Regions from separate parts of the Pan troglodytes genome. Here regions 1 and 3 are each linked to region 2. A link is a contact called in public Hi-C and capture Hi-C data. All regions are on one chromosome and are shown on one strand. Each heading gives the region's core, a stretch centred on a gene start, on an enhancer-like site or on the middle of the called end of the contact. The rest is flanking DNA. Distances are from core to core; before and after follow the strand shown.

Region 1 (2,790 bases), core at 64-2,563, 260 kb before region 2:
AATCTGGGAGATGCCAGATAGAAGTTTGGGGAAGCTGACTTGAGATGATCTGTCCCTAGGGAGGACGAGGGTTCCATCATCAAAAGAAGGAGTCCAACTCCAGCCTGTTGCACACCCAGGGTGTGTGGCTTTTTCTTTTTTTTTTTTGAGATGGAATCTCACTCTGTCACCCAGGCTGCAGTGCAGTGGTGTGATCTTGGCTTACTGCAACCTCTACCTCCCGGGTTCAAGCGATTCTCCTGCTTCAGCCTCCAGAGTAGCTGGGATTACAGGCACCCACCACCATGCCCGGCTAATTTTTGTATTTTTATTAGAGACAGGGTTTTGCCATGTTGGCCAGGCTGGTCTGGAACTCCTGACTTCAGGTGATCCACCTGCATTGGCCTCCCCGTGAGCCACTGTGCCCGGCTGTGGCTGCTTTTATCTATGGACCTTGGCTCTTCCCGGACACTTGGAAAGCAACAGGAGCACAAGGTTAAATGATCAACCATCCGAACTCCAGCCTTGCTGTGGGGGCTAGCCCAGCATCTCAGCATCCTAGGGGCTGTCTAGCTGCTATGCTGGGGCGGGACCTCTGTGCTCTACAATACTTACGTTTTCTCAGACCTCTGCTTATCTCTACTTAATGTGCCTTCCAGTCTGTTATGGAGAATACAGACCATTGTTAGACCCAGCCTCTCCCCGCCCACACCTGCCTGTCACCAGGCAACAGGTTGGGTCTGGCTCTGGGGGTAGAGGAAGTTTTTGTCAGAACAAATTCTCATGCTCTGGGGCCACCACAGGGGTCCAGAAACACTTGTTCAATATCACACATCAGAGCAGAGGCAGACATTATGCTGGGTGCAGCCCAACACCTGGTTGTGCCATTGTAGTTGAGGGATACCAGCTCCTTGGGCTTCCATGACCTCACTGGAAAAACAGAAGGAACCCTACCTGCCCTGCCCCTGCCTTTCAGGGTCGTCTGGAAGAGCTGTGATGTCCAGTGAACATGAACGTGCTCTGTAACTTGGGAAGGGCAGTGCAGATGGCAGGGGCGTGTATACACTTACTCTTCAGGCTGGCTTGTGAGCTCCCATCTCTCGCCCTCCTCCCCCTGCTCTCCTTTTCTGTGCTGCCCGTTCCCTCTCTGCAAACTGGGAGCTATTCTGGCCGCAGCCAGTTCCACGTCCCCACTGAGGGCCGCACCCCTGAATGTTCCCTGTTGTAAAGCTGTGTGGAGGAAGGGAGGAGGCCTTTCTGCGTATTGTCGTCATCAGCCCGCGGTGTTCCAGAAGCTGCCAGCAGGGGGCAGTAGCACCACATGCCTGGGACCCTCCCGGCGCTTCCCGGCCACTGCCCTGGGCTCCGGGGAGGCCACCTCTGTGAGTGGGTGTGTGCCTGCCGGTCGCAGGTCGAGAATGTCTTAATGACTTGTGCCGCGTGTGCGCGCTCGATGAGCAGAGGGCCTGACGCGGCAGGGCCACCGTGGGGGCCAGGCCTGGAAACACGTGCTGATTTCCTTTGGGCAGCAGGGGTTGAGAGGGGGAGGTGTCCTGGTGACGCTAATGGGGAGGCCAAGGTGGCCTTCAGGGGCTGCTTGTGTAACACACGGGGGGGACCGTGGGTGTGGCTCAGATGAACACAGAGGATGGGATGGATTCCACTGGCCACATCCTCTAGGGTATCCTGCTGAGCCCGGGTAGTAACAATGACAAGGGCACACCCACCCAGCGGGCCTTGAGTCAGGCTCTCAGCCTCCACCCGGGCCCCTCCTGACCTTGCATGGACCAGAGGGGCTGTCCTCTGTGCCCCCACCATTGTCTCTTCAGCCCCCTCCGACCGCACTCAAACTCCTGACATGAACCCCGGCTCCCAGCTGCTCTAGCTTTTGGAAGCCCCTGCACTGGGCTCAGCCGTTTCCCCTTTCTGGATTCCTGGGCCCCTCAGGACATGGCTGTCAGCGCCACTGAATTGAGACTGGAGGCAGGTGCCAGGTTCCACTCATAGTGATGGGTCCTGCCACTCAGCGTCTGGCAGCATTGCAGGATGATGTTGCAGGACGGTGCCTGCAACCACAAAGGGCTTGGCCCAGGGTCTCTAGGGACTTGCAACCCATTGAGGAAAGATCAACTCACCTGCATCTAGAGTTTCTGTTATTGTTTTTTGCCTAGAGGGAGTTTTTGAGGGGGGGCCTCAAGGTGGGGTGGAGCCCCTCAGCACCATTGTTCTCTCTGCCATCTGAAACAATGGCCAGCCCTGTCCTGTGCCTTGGAGGTCACCCTGCTTTCCTGGGTGATGCAGGGCCTCTTTTGCAGGCTCCATCTCCCCAGAAAGCAGGGATTGAACACAGTATTTGCTCGCACCTGAGAAGTACTCCACGCTGCAGAAGATCCTGTGGTGAGGATGTCAGGGTTCTGTTCTCTGCACTCCTGAGCTTTCCAGGCGTACTGTTATTTAATTATTCATTCTGCAGTGTTCATTCATTCACTCACTGGTTTATCACACATTATCGAGCCTCTACTACATACCAGGTGTGTATTCTCTCTCCCTCAGTTAGGGAGGGGGTGTTTCTGGGCTCTAGGAATAGTCTCACTCCTCCCTCCCATTTTATTATTTATTTATTTATTATGTTTGGAGATGGAGTTTCGCTCTGTCACCCAGGCTGGAGTGCCATCTCGGCTCACAGCAACCTCTGCCTTCCAGGTTCAAGTGATTCTCCTGCCTCAGCCTCCCGAGTAGCAGGTATTACAGGTGCCCACCACAACGCCTGGCTAATTTTTTTTTGTATTTTTAGTTAGAGACGGGGTTTCA
Region 2 (2,784 bases), core at 76-2,575:
TAATAATAACAACAATAATTTTGTGCACTACTATGCTGCTTACTGGGTGAAGGAATTTACTTGCATTGGGGTAGGTTTTACATCTGCAGTTTCTGGATGAGGTCAGTGAGGCTGAGGGGGTCAGTAGCTGTCCTAGGCACAAGGAGAATGCCACCTTATAGTTTGTTCACCAGTTCTTCCCAAAGCCTATGCTTGTGATCTGACAAGGAAAGCAACTCAAGGCTGTCTCCACGGACATTCTAAAATCAGAGAGAAGCTTCCTTTCCCTGCTGCCTCCACGGCCCCATGCTAGGACCCTCCGGCTGGTGCTGTCCAAGGACCTCTTCCCTGGTCCCTCCTGCCTTCCTCGAGCAGTATTCCCCTCACCCCCATCCTGCTCCAGCCTCAGCCAGTAACCTTGGTGGATTTTCACTGAATATGTTGCCTCCACCACCAACAGCATTTTTATTTGCACATCCTTGGGGATGCCTTGCCTGGAGGAAGGAGTCTGTGGGATTATCCAGAGGTAAGAGGGAAACACTGCGCAGTGGGAGTCCCAGCAGGGGCGAGGAGCAGGGGAGATGGCCGGAGGCTCTGTCTCCACCCTCCTCTTACCACTGCCCATTTCCAGGGAAAGACAACACAGCCAGAGCAGGGCAGTGGCACCACGGCTTGCTAATGCTGTAGCATACCTGGTACCTCAGTGAATTTTCCAGGACATGAGAGGCCCATGTAATAAATAGGTCAGGAAACTGAGCCACAGAGAGGACACGGGACTTAGCACAGGGGAAAAGAGTGGTTGAAATGGAACCAGATTCCAGGAGGCCTCATTCCCAGTCCTGTACTCTTCCTGCAGAGACACCATGCTTTGAACCAGGCTCGAAGTTGCCAAAGTGAACATTTTAAAACTTTTCCCAGGGCTCAAGAGATGGCCGAGTAAAATCTCCAGACACTGTGGCTCCCACAGGCTCCTTATTGGGCCATTCACTTCATGGGCACAGTTTGGTGGTTGGGGTGAGAGGAGCTTCGTGGAGAGGACAAAGGATGGGGAAGGAGCCTAAATCCCAAATGCAAGGATTTTGTCCTAAATCCCAAATGCAAGGATCCCCTCCCTTTCCTCACAGAGTTCAGGTAGCTCCTCTTCCTTCTCCTCCCAGGTTCTATTCCCTCCTGTCTGAGTCCTCAGAGCACCCCGGAAGGGGGAGGGCCTCTGGTTGCTTTCGCGGCGGCAGGCTTTTCTATGCCGGTTTCTCTGGAGGGTGCGGGTGGTTGCGGGTTCCAAGCTCGGGCTCTGAGCCGGGCCAGGCGCGCGCTTCCTAGTTCTAGCAGCAGAGGGCGCGCCTGTCATTGGAGAAGGAACGGCGCGGCCGCAGCCCCTTCCTCGTCGACCGCGTCGACTCCTGGCTGCCTGGGGACCGGCGCGGGAACCCCGGAGCAGTAGCTTTGTGGAGGGCGACCCAGGTGGACGAAAGAGCTCGGCACACCGTGTGTCCCCAGGCCCGCTTCCTCCGTGCGCCTCTGTCATCCGCTCCATCTCCGGGAAGCAAAGGGACTTGGGGTGTGGCACAAAGAGCAGGGATGCAGTGGCCGGGTCACTTGGATGGTGTCCTCATCTGGGGCCAGGCCACACCTAGGCCTCCCCACACGCTGTTCCTATAGGAGTGCCACCAGGACTCACTCCAAAAAGGAATGGACGGCGAGGGTTTGTAAATGGGACAGCACCCTGGGAGTGCAAAGCCTGGGACCGGTCCCGGTGGCCTTGGCCAGTCCTGGAGCCTCTATGTGCCCAGTTTCTGTGTAATGCAAAGACACTGAATGAGGAGATGGTCCCTAAAACCCCTCCCAGGGCCAGCATCTGGGATCTCATGCTTACATCATCTTGTCCTTCCTTTCCATGGACTCTGCCTGTTGGACAGAGTCCACTGACATGCACCTGCCAGAGCTGGGTGGGGAGGGGCCAAAGTTGTCCTCTGTGAAGTCATATGAGAGGCCTGAGAGCAGCAGGATCGGTCCTCCTGTGTCTCATCTCGCGTTCTTCCTGCTCACAGGAAACAGAATCCCTACCAAGTTTCCATCCTAGAGACAGTCGATGTGACTCATTTCATCCCCTGGTGGTCTTGGTTGGCCGCACTCATTGGGTGCAGCACCTCTGATGTGGGAGGCAGGGGTCGGTGGAGGGGAACCGCTTCCTCCACCGGGGGCCAGGTTGTGGGAAAGGCTGGGAAAACACACGCTCTGGAGCAGGCTCTTCTGTGACCTACCTTGGGCACATGGGAGAAATCCTTCAGCATTCCTGAACCTTAGCCAGTCCATGAAACGAGAGGCTGGAGATGGTGTCCACATCCCTTTGCTGTTTTGATGTCTGCACTTGGTGAATCCTGGTCAAGCACACCTAACCTCTGCCTCTCTGGAGAAGGGAAACGAAGGAGGAGGAGGCAGGGGGGAAAGAGACCATTTAGGAGGAGAGCGGAAGTCAGAGGGGAGAAAGGTGGATGGGAGGATGCAGTGGGTGGATTTGCACCTGCTCAGAGGTGGGCAGCTGAGCTTTGAGGAATGTGCTTCCCTGCACTGCATGGCGTGAGATGCTCTGTGTAGGGGATGGGCGGGAAGCGGGGGGTTCTGGTGAATTAGGAGAATATATCTTGGTAGAAATCCAAGTGTGCTCTCAGTCCATCCATCTAGACAGGATATAACCTCTTAGGACACTCAGAAACTGAAAATAGAGCATGTATGGCTCTGGAAGCAAGCCTCTGTGTGTGTGTGTGTGTGTGTGTGTGTGTGTGTTTATAATGTGCAAATGCACAA
Region 3 (2,748 bases), core at 51-2,550, 310 kb after region 2:
CCCTGATGGGTTGTTTTGAAGAATAATTGGGATGACACATATGAATGTATTAGTGTTATGCTAATGGAAACTCTGTTGTTCCAGCATCTTCCTCCGATAAAATGCCCCTGTGATGGGTGGTGCGAAGTCATCTCTCTTCACTCCACTACACCTAGTACTCAGCTCATGCGCAGTAAATGAGAAAAGTGAATGAATGTTTGCATGCACGCATAAATAAATAAGTGAATGAATGAATGTGGTTCCTATTACACTTGTACGTGTTCCAAGAATCCCCTGGAGATCATTTATTTGGCAACCTTGGCTCTACTCTAAAACCTATCATTTCTGGATTATTGCCACAGATTAATCTCTTAGTGTAAAGGTTAAATCCTCTCCTTTCTCTGAGCTCTCATGCTCACATTCACACACAGGCTCAGGAGGCCCGACTTCCTGACTTCCAGGGCTGCGGGGTTGCAATGTGTGAGATTCTCTAGCTAGGCAGATCCTATGCATTTGACAGAGGAGACTGCAGCCAGAGCAACCCCGCCAACATGGAGGCCCAAAGGAATGGGGGATGAGAGGAGTGTTCTGGCATTCACACAGTTAACAAGCTGAGAGGGACCTTGGAAACATTCTAGCTGCCAATCCTCTCATTTTTCAGATGAAGCTCAGTTGCTGCAGGGATTTGTCCAAGGCTACATGGCTACCAACACTCCTCATTTGATACCCAGTCCCTAGATACTGACTCCTGGCCAAAATGCCCATTCTTGACCCCGTCTTAAGGTCAGGGCTGAAGCAGGGGCAGAGCCTCAGGGCCCCACATCCTGGAGAAAAATTAAAGTTTCCCTCCCCATCCCCAAGCCCAGCAGGTGGGAAGGGGCTGTTGTCCTGGGGATCAAAGTGCTGCTCCTGTTCCAGCCTTTTTTTTTTTTTGACTCTGTGTACATTGGGTATTTTATTAGAAACTTTCATGTTACTGCTACGTAAACACTGCTTCAAAATAATACATAAGTTAAAAACTTGTCAAGCAAGTTCTTCATCAGCTGTACTCCTAGAATTAAACACACATCACACACATACAAGTCACCAACTCCCACAAAATGTTTAATTTAACTGACCTTAAAATTTGGAGAAAAGTACCGGTTGGCTTATCTTTTAGCAAATGACACAGACAAAGACTATGGCCCCTTCTGAACTGGGACCGGGAACCTGCTGTTGTGTGTTTCCCAAGCACAGCCTGCTCAATGGGAGCCTTTGTTTCTGCAGCCAAGAAGAAGGCGGGGAGGGGCTGGCACGTTGACACCTAACTCCCGGCCCAGGCAGCGGAGCCAAGCTAGTCCCCAGGCATATGCTGAGGCTCCCTAGCTGGCTGGCACTGGCTCCTTGTGGGAAGTGGCAGGGCAGGCTGGGCAGGCACTCCCTTCTCCATCTAGCACCTGACCCTTCTCTCTGATTTCCTTCTAGCAAGGGCTCTGCTGACTAGCGTTCCCAGCAATGCTCTGGCTGTTCAAACCACAAAAAACCAGTGTGTGTAAATGATACATTTTGTGAATGAGTGCACAGCAGCCCAAGGGGGTGTGCCCAGATGTGCATGTCTCAGCACAGGAGTAGCATTTGCACACACCTATGGGGGGCAGAAGTGTTCTGGACCACAGGAGCACGTGTGCAAATAAACACATCTTTCCTCGCAGGCAACCGAGGCTGGGTATGAGGCTTCTCTGGCTAGGAAACAAACATCTTTTTTCAAAAAGGGATTTGACTCTGGGAAAAGTTATGGTGCTCAAATGATTGGAAACTGATATTCCTGAAGGAGAACCTTCTAGGTTTATCAACATAGGGCCCCACTCTCAGAAGAACAGGTGCTGCTGGCTTAGAAAGGAGGCAGAGACGACAGATGACCCAAGGAATTCTAAATCATCTTCGTTTCACCCTATCTCCTGTCTCAAGGTACCCACCTAACTCTCCTGAACTTATATGACTTTCCATTGCGGGATCAGGGCCCAGCCTGCTGCTGGGGAAAGACAAAGAGGGCCCTCTGGTGTCTGGGTCATCCTGGACACAGGCAAAATGTATCTTCTTCAGTAAGAGATACAGCTTTGAGGGCATCTTCCAGTAATTCTTCAAATATGAAAGGACAATTGTTAAAATGACAGCATTCTAAAAGTTTTTTTTTTTTTTTGAGATGGAGTCTCACTCTGTTGCCCAGGCTGGAGTGCAGTGGCGTGATTGTGGCTCACTGCAGCCTCTGCCTCCTGGGTTCAAGCGATTCTCCTGCCTCAGCCTCCTGAGTAGCTGGGACTACAGGTGCACGTCACCACACCCGGCTAATTTTTGTATTTTTAATAGAGACAGGGTTTCACCAGGATGGTCTCAATCTTCTGACCTTGTGATCCACCTGCCTCAGCCTCCCAAAGTGCTGGGATTATAGGTGTGAGCCACCATGCCTGGCCTCTAAAAGGGTTTTATGCCTTATGCACTGTCGGTGAGGGTTTAGATTAGCACAACCATTTTGAGGAGTAATTTGGCAGTTATTACTAAAACCTAAAATGACCCAGAAAGTCTTCCTCTTGGAATCTTTCCTGCAGAAATACTAGCACCTAGACACCGGTGGTTGGCTGTGGATATTCACTGTGGCTTTGTATGTAGTAATGACTGTTTGGAAACAACCTAAATATCCATCCACAGGGGGCTGGCTAAAAAAATCGTGGCACATCTACACTCTAAGATAATAGTCTGTATGTACTAAGATGGATGAATGTCTATGATTCA

The links. Hi-C and Micro-C count contacts between places; a contact is called where the count stands out from the background. Capture Hi-C pulls out chosen DNA fragments and counts their contacts.
Region 1: a Hi-C map of stem cell-derived neural progenitor cells shows a contact between it and region 2, with 9 times the contacts expected there. The contact joins two enhancer-like sites. A contact is called at or near these places in 2 of 7 Hi-C or Micro-C datasets (induced pluripotent stem cells and stem cell-derived neural progenitor cells) and 1 of 1 other capture datasets (stem cell-derived neural stem cells).
Region 3: a capture Hi-C map of stem cell-derived neural stem cells shows a contact between it and region 2, with 5 times the contacts expected there. The contact joins two enhancer-like sites. A contact is called at or near these places in 3 of 7 Hi-C or Micro-C datasets (induced pluripotent stem cells and stem cell-derived neural progenitor cells) and 1 of 1 other capture datasets (stem cell-derived neural stem cells).

Annotation. Positions count from the first base shown.
Region 1 is chr6:147,057,733-147,060,522 of NHGRI_mPanTro3-v2.0_pri, forward strand. No RefSeq gene overlaps it. Among named protein-coding and RNA genes, the nearest start is that of PODXL, 140 kb to the left of the region's middle. Within about 2 kb of position 1,314, at least 4 of the 24 cell types and tissues checked have an H3K27ac peak or open chromatin away from gene starts, as enhancers often do. A contact at or near this core is called in stem cell-derived neural progenitor cells, where this site is marked.
Region 2 is chr6:147,318,391-147,321,174 of NHGRI_mPanTro3-v2.0_pri, forward strand. The region is part of intron 5 of LOC134810493 (a long non-coding RNA gene); the gene reads left to right. Among named protein-coding and RNA genes, the nearest start is that of PODXL, 400 kb to the left of the region's middle. Within about 2 kb of position 1,326, at least 6 of the 24 cell types and tissues checked have an H3K27ac peak or open chromatin away from gene starts, as enhancers often do. A contact at or near this core is called in stem cell-derived neural progenitor cells and stem cell-derived neural stem cells, where this site is marked.
Region 3 is chr6:147,626,096-147,628,843 of NHGRI_mPanTro3-v2.0_pri, forward strand. All of the region lies in intron 4 of PLXNA4 (plexin A4), which reads right to left. Among named protein-coding and RNA genes, the nearest start is that of PLXNA4, 320 kb to the right of the region's middle. Within about 2 kb of position 1,301, at least 5 of the 24 cell types and tissues checked have an H3K27ac peak or open chromatin away from gene starts, as enhancers often do. A contact at or near this core is called in stem cell-derived neural stem cells, where this site is marked.